Linked DNA regions of Mus musculus: region 1 is linked to region 2. Evidence: chromatin contacts called from public HiChIP or PLAC-seq data. All regions are on one chromosome and are shown on one strand. Each heading gives the region's core, a stretch centred on a gene start, on an enhancer-like site or on the middle of the called end of the contact. The rest is flanking DNA. Distances are from core to core; before and after follow the strand shown.

What was found. HiChIP or PLAC-seq counts read pairs in DNA pulled down with a chosen protein or histone mark.
Region 1: a contact with region 2 is called in an H3K27ac HiChIP or PLAC-seq map of embryonic stem cells, with 2.8 times the contacts expected there. The contact joins two enhancer-like sites. A contact is called at or near these places in 4 of 39 promoter capture datasets (embryonic stem cells, liver and stem cell-derived epiblast-like cells), 1 of 484 Hi-C or Micro-C datasets (bone marrow-derived macrophages), 1 of 115 datasets of contacts at active chromatin or transcription factors (embryonic stem cells) and 1 of 9 other capture datasets (pancreatic islet).

What each region holds. Positions count from the first base shown.
Region 1 is chr13:75,874,615-75,877,735 of GRCm38.p6, reverse strand. Rhobtb3 (Rho-related BTB domain containing 3) reads left to right here. Exons shown (of 12, transcript NM_028493.2): 10 at 197-363; 11 at 1,469-1,565. Among named protein-coding and RNA genes, the nearest start is that of Gm24163, 29 kb to the left of the region's middle. Within about 2 kb of position 1,360, at least 20 of the 459 cell types and tissues checked have an H3K27ac peak or open chromatin away from gene starts, as enhancers often do. A contact at or near this core is called in embryonic stem cells, where this site is marked.
Region 2 is chr13:75,684,125-75,687,078 of GRCm38.p6, reverse strand. 1700037F03Rik (a long non-coding RNA gene) reads left to right here. Exons shown (of 3, transcript XR_873683.1): 2 at 762-841. Among named protein-coding and RNA genes, the nearest start is that of Gm23012, 6.3 kb to the left of the region's middle. Within about 2 kb of position 1,483, at least 10 of the 459 cell types and tissues checked have an H3K27ac peak or open chromatin away from gene starts, as enhancers often do. A contact at or near this core is called in embryonic stem cells, where this site is marked.

The DNA.
Region 1 (3,121 bases), core at 111-2,610, 190 kb before region 2:
AATCAAGAAAAGTGGAGACTGTTGGTCTGTTTATATTAAGTACTGCCGAAATAATAACAATGTTGTTGGTGTCATAGCTACAATGGAATGTAATAGATGTAACAAATAGAAGTACACACCAGTAATGTGTGTTTTCTTTTTGTTTCTCAGAGCAGTAGTCTAACCGTACATCTTCTCTCATTTGCTCTCTCATCAGCTGGCATTTTTCAGGCCATGTGTCTCCTGATCTGTGCTGAGATGTACCAGGTCTCTAGACTGCAGCACATCTGTGAGCTGTTCATCATCACACAGCTGCAGAGCATGCCCAGCAGGGAGCTGGCCTCCATGAACCTCGACATTGTAGACCTGCTCAAAAAGGCCAAGGTGGTTGGCTTGGGTCAGGGTGGGGCTCTTTTGATTTAAAATACACAGATACTCCTTTTATTTTTCTGTGTTTTAACAGCAATATCGAGACTAGTATTCATTCAAAAGTTTGGCTGAATGAGGCTACAGTTTCTTTGCACTGGTTTTTACAGTTAAGTAATTTTGAAGCATTAGGTTAGAAGTTACATATGCGTATTTTTTTTTCCCCAATCGTGGTACTAATCCAGGTTCCTTGAGTGTGGCTGTGTTAAGAACAGTGGCAGTACAGGAAATAGAATTTTCTTCCTACATTACTGAAAGGAAAATGGTAGGATTAGTCTGTATATGCCAACTGACATAGTTCCCAAAACTCCTTTCTCCCTCATTCATTAATCATTCATTCATTTCATGAGCATATTTTCGAATTCAGTGGTATGGTGAACATTTGTTGAGTTCACCTGACAAGCCTTGCTGATTAGGAATCTAGGAAAATGAAAAGTGTAAAGTTGGGTATCACCTCACTGGCTTCTGGCTCCTCGAATGCCCAGGCCCTCACTGTTAAGAATGGTGCTCCTACTAATTCTGGGAGACACATGCAGATTGCACAAGTCACTGTGAACAGCTGTGGTTATAAAGTGTAGTAGGAGGCTGGCCCGTGGCCTACACGAACCAGGTATTTCTGGAAGGCAGGCTGGGGCTGAAAGAGAGACTAGGTGGCGAGAAAAGAATGAAGCCAAGACAAATTTTTCTCTGATCAAGGTCATCGAGTTTATTAAGAGACTGTGCTTAAAAGGGGGATTTCCCCCCCCCCCCCCCCGCCAGTCCATGTCGCCATGCTGTTGCTTATTCAGGAATGTCTCAGGAAGATAGGTTCAGCCTCTAGGCAGGTAGCAGAAGAGCAGGGCAGTTGTCACTTCAAAGGAAGCCAGCCAAGTCGGAAAGCTGCACTGCAGGTGGCCCCACCTCAGTGGCGACAAGGTCTGCATCAGCCTGCTTCAGGCTGGGGGACGCTCCAATAAAGAGCTGAGCATATGGAAGCTGAAGAGGTGCACAGCAGAGCAGTGCCTCTGAGCACACAGCTGAGCAGATCGGAAATGGAATGCATTTTCTTTTTCCTTTCTTGCAGTTTCACCACTCAGACTGCCTTTCCACCTGGCTGCTTCATTTCATCGCCACTAACTACCTCATATTCAGCCAAAAGCCTGAATTTCAAGACCTTTCAGGTACATTGCTGATTTCTGCTTTGAAAAGAAAATGTTATAGCTTTCCTTTGTGATTTGCAACATAATTAACAGAAACAAATGCTTTAACTTGAGAACATAAATATAATGCTACCCACTTCCTTTTAATTCCTCTATATAACTAAGGACACTTCAGCTTTAGTCACCTGGGTTTCATAAGCAGCGTGGCCTAGGTTACACAATACATTTTCTAATGATTATTTTATAGTGTTCATTCATGTTTAATTTGTTTTCTGGTAGGAGTGTTAAAGTGGTGACAAGTGTCCTCAGGTGCCACTTGGCTGTGGTAAATGAGACCTTATTCAGTCAGGAGCAAACTTTAAACGATATATGGTTGAGCTTTTTCCTTTTCATAGAAATATAAGTATTGTTATTTTATAAGATGTCATCTTTAATACTTAGATAATCTATATATATATCTATGTAGGAGCTTTGAAATAATAGTTTTCTTATTAACCAAGTATTATGGAAGGTTATATGGAATTACTGGAGATAATTGTAGAGTGATTTCTGAGGTAACTGGTAACGATTAAAATGAGGCAGCCAGGCGTGGCGGTGCATGCTCAGGATCTCGGCATTTGTAAGTGGAGGCAGGGGCTGGTGAGATGGCTCAGTGGGTAAGAGCACCCGACTGCTCTTCCGAAGGTCAGGAGTTCAAATCCCAGCAACCACATGGTGGCTCTCAACCATCCGTAACGAGATCTGACTCCCTCTTCTGGAGTGTCTGAGGACAGCTACACAGCTACAGTGTACTTACAATAAATAAATAAATCTTTAAAAAAAAAAAAAAAAAAAAAAGAAAGTGGAGGCAGTAGAATTCTGAGTTCTAGGCCAGTCTCAGCTTCAGAACAAGCAAAGGGTGAGATTTCCTGGAACTGCATAATAGGAAGGAAAACAAGGTGGGGTGTTTGTCAGAGTAGGTGACTCATGAAAAGGACAGGAAAGAGTGCCAGTCAAGGACAAAGAACTCTGTATGGGGATGGCTGAGGGTTTGGAGAGTGCTACAGAGGGATTAGGGGTAAACAGGATAAGTGGAGGGAAAGAGAATGGAGCAGCAGACTCCAGAGTTCTGGGCTCCCCTCCATGTCTGTATAATGTCTTAGTGGTGACGCACAGAACCTGAAAACCATCTTGGCCTCTTTCTGCTCTACACACTGTCACAAAAACATGGGATCCAGAGTCTATCAAAAGCATTGGCTTTTGATAGATATATTCAGCCCGTTAACAAAACTGTGCACCTGTCCTCTAGCTCAAGCACTCAGTTGCTAAGATAGTAGTGTAATATAATCAAAGCAAAGCAAAGGTCAGATAACATTCACTCTGCATTTTGCAAGGAAAAAAAAAAAAAAGACTGGGCTTATCATAAAGATAAGGTGTGCTCTGCTTGCAACCCGTACAAGCAGTGCACTGACGAGAACAAGGCTGTTCTCTTAAGACATTAACAACTTCATTCTGGCTCTATAGCTACTACAACTGTGACACATTAGGCCACTTCCATTGTAAAAGAATGAAATTATTTTCTAACCACTCTTAGATCT
Region 2 (2,954 bases), core at 234-2,733:
GGCTAAGTAAATGGATAAGACTCAATTCATCACAAGAAAGTGGAGGTGACAATAGTACTTATGTCATGGGGTAAAGCATTAAATGACTTAACGTACGCAAAAGCTCTTAGAACAACTGAGTAGTATTGGTGAAATAGATACCATTGCCAAAGCTTGTCCTAAGATTCTGAGCAAATTGATTTGGAGTGGGGCTTAGGCATCGATGTTTTATAAAAACTCTAACATGGTTTTCCTGTGCAGTTAGGATTGAGTCACTAGACTATGTGAGTTTCAAAGTCTAGGCTAATAGATACTATCATGGATTTATATACTTACGTCTTATCTCTTCACTTTGTTCAATTTAGAGCTGTTTGTGTTATTAACTTCTGTTTGGAAAGCATCCTAGGAAGGCAAGACACATTAACAACAAATGCACACTAGCTATACTTTATAATGGTAGATTCTTCATTACTCTTTCTTAATGCACACACACATACACATATGATTGGGTTGGTGAGTACATGTGTATATACACGTATGTTGATGCTGGAGGATAACCTTGAGTATCATAAGAGATTCATCTTATTCATGTCCTTTGTGTCAGGGTCTCCTATTAGCCAGTTCTCAAAAGTTAGGCTAGTATTGTGTGATAAAACATTTCCTTCGGAGACAAAACACACACATCTACTCACTCCAGACAGGGATCCCATGACAGTCTAAAGTACTTATTACACAAAAGTCCAACACAGTGAATCAATGTGTCTTATTGGGATTATTTACAGGAACACAAATAATTCAAAGACAGCTGCATCACCAAAGCCCACAAAGCTGGGAACCTTGGAGCACTCTGCACAGCTTGCAGGTAGGTCAATAAGTTGGAGAGTGTCCTATCCAGGCACCCCTGCTGGTCTAAACCTCTTCCACACAGCTGGTAGTTTCTGCCTCTTCCACAAAGCAGGTGTGGTCTCAGAGTCCTCTTTGAAGCTCAGCTTCCTTCTGTCTTAAGGGAGACTCTCAGCTTTTATTTTTTACTCTGGTAGAAAGGGGCCCAGCAAATCTGGTCAAGTTCAAGGATGTTTCAAAGCTTCTCTGGAAGCTTCCCTGTAGGATGGAATGTTTTCATCTTAGAAGAAACTTACGCCACAGCTAGATTGGCTGCCCAGTGAACGTCCCTGGATCCTTATGCCTCTGTTTCCTAAGCACTGATTTTATAGACATTCTTTCATGTGGGATCTGGTAGGACTCACATCCATGTGCTTTCCTGGTAAAGTACTCACTGAGACATCCTCCCAGCCCAGATCATATTCTCTCTCTCTTTCTCTCCCCCCCCCCCCCTTCCTCCTCAGCCTCCCTCAGCCTTGAAGCAGGTGATTCAGACTTTGCTGCCACTGAATAAGAGATCACCTGGGGTGTAGCCTTCCTACTTAGATGGCTATATTGTTATGTCAACTACTGCTCCCCTTCTCTGAGACTCTGCTACCTGCTGAGAGACCCTTGAGACTTTCCGGAGACGCATCCTATTCTGCACGTCTACAGGCTGGTTCCAGGCACTAAGAATGGATTGGCAGGGGATGGGCCTCCCCTCTTTATAAGCAAGACTCTTAGTAAACTTTGGGGCCTTGATCAGAGAAAAATTTGTCTAGTTTCTTTCAGCCCCAGCCTGCCCTTCAGGAGTACCGGTTCATGTAAGCTGCGGGCTCTCTCTCTCTCTCTCTCTCTCTCTCTCTCTCTCTCTCTCTCTCTCTCTCTCTCTCTCCCCCTCCCTCCCTCCCTCCCTCCCTCCCTCCTCCTTCTCTCTCTCCTCCTTGTCCTCTTCCTCCTCCTCCTCTTCCTTTTCCTGTTTTTCTTAAGTCATGGTCTCACTTTGTAGCCCTGGCTAATTAACAGAGATCTGCCTACCTCTACCTCCTGAGTGCTGGCTGCAAAGGTGTGCACCACCATAGCTGGCCCCAGCCCAGATTCTTAATGATTTTAATTCAAGCAGATTTTCAAGCCTAAAGCATGATAAGTGTTCTTTAGCTATTTTAGCTCACTGACCAATAGCATCATATGGAAATTCATAGCCTCACAATAAATATGACTTGGTTGTTAAATTCAGGGTATACACACTCATGTAGAACAGTCAAACATATTCATTGCATATTTGATGCCTGGTGAGTTATAATGAGTTGGACTACCAGGCCATTACTTAATTATGCTCTTGAATGAATTAACACTTCTCAAATGTGAGAAAAGCATACCTAGCTTTATCACTTCTTTCAGTGAATTGGTTGGAACATCCAAAATATTGCAGTACAGTTCTGAAAAAGTTCAAGTGTGGCTCATATTAAAGAATCATGGAGTTTATAAGTATATAAGTTTATATAACTTTGGGGCCCTACCATGTAATATTGATAATTTTTTAATAAAGTAAGAAGATGCAAATGAGTAGTGAGAAAGAAACTATAATTACCCACAATTTCATAACCTAAAAAGTTATCACCAAGAACATTATATATTGAGAGAGAGAAAACATGAAAAAGAGTGAGATTATATACACATATGCAAAAGGTTAGTCTATAGATGAAATTTTACAAGTATGCTATTAAGATATTTTCTCAGAGTATTGTTTATAAGGCAACATAACTTTTAACTTTTATCTTTAGTATGCTAGGTGACATCAACTCAAGATAAAGAATGCAAGCAATAGGAGTATTGATATTGCTCAGGGCAGAAAGACAGGGTTATGAAGAATGATGTATATCATTTTAGAGTATCATTTTACCAATAAATTATTTCTGGTATTGTTGAAAATGTGGGAATAAAATGTATGGATAAATATAGGATCTTAAAAGTACTTCAGAGAGAATTAGTTTAAGTTCACTGTTGCCTTTTTCAGAGTACCTGAATGTATAATACTCATTCATGTAATTATATGAATGAATTCAAGAAATGCTAAATATATAAAGACTATAACTATAGTCCCTGATATGGTT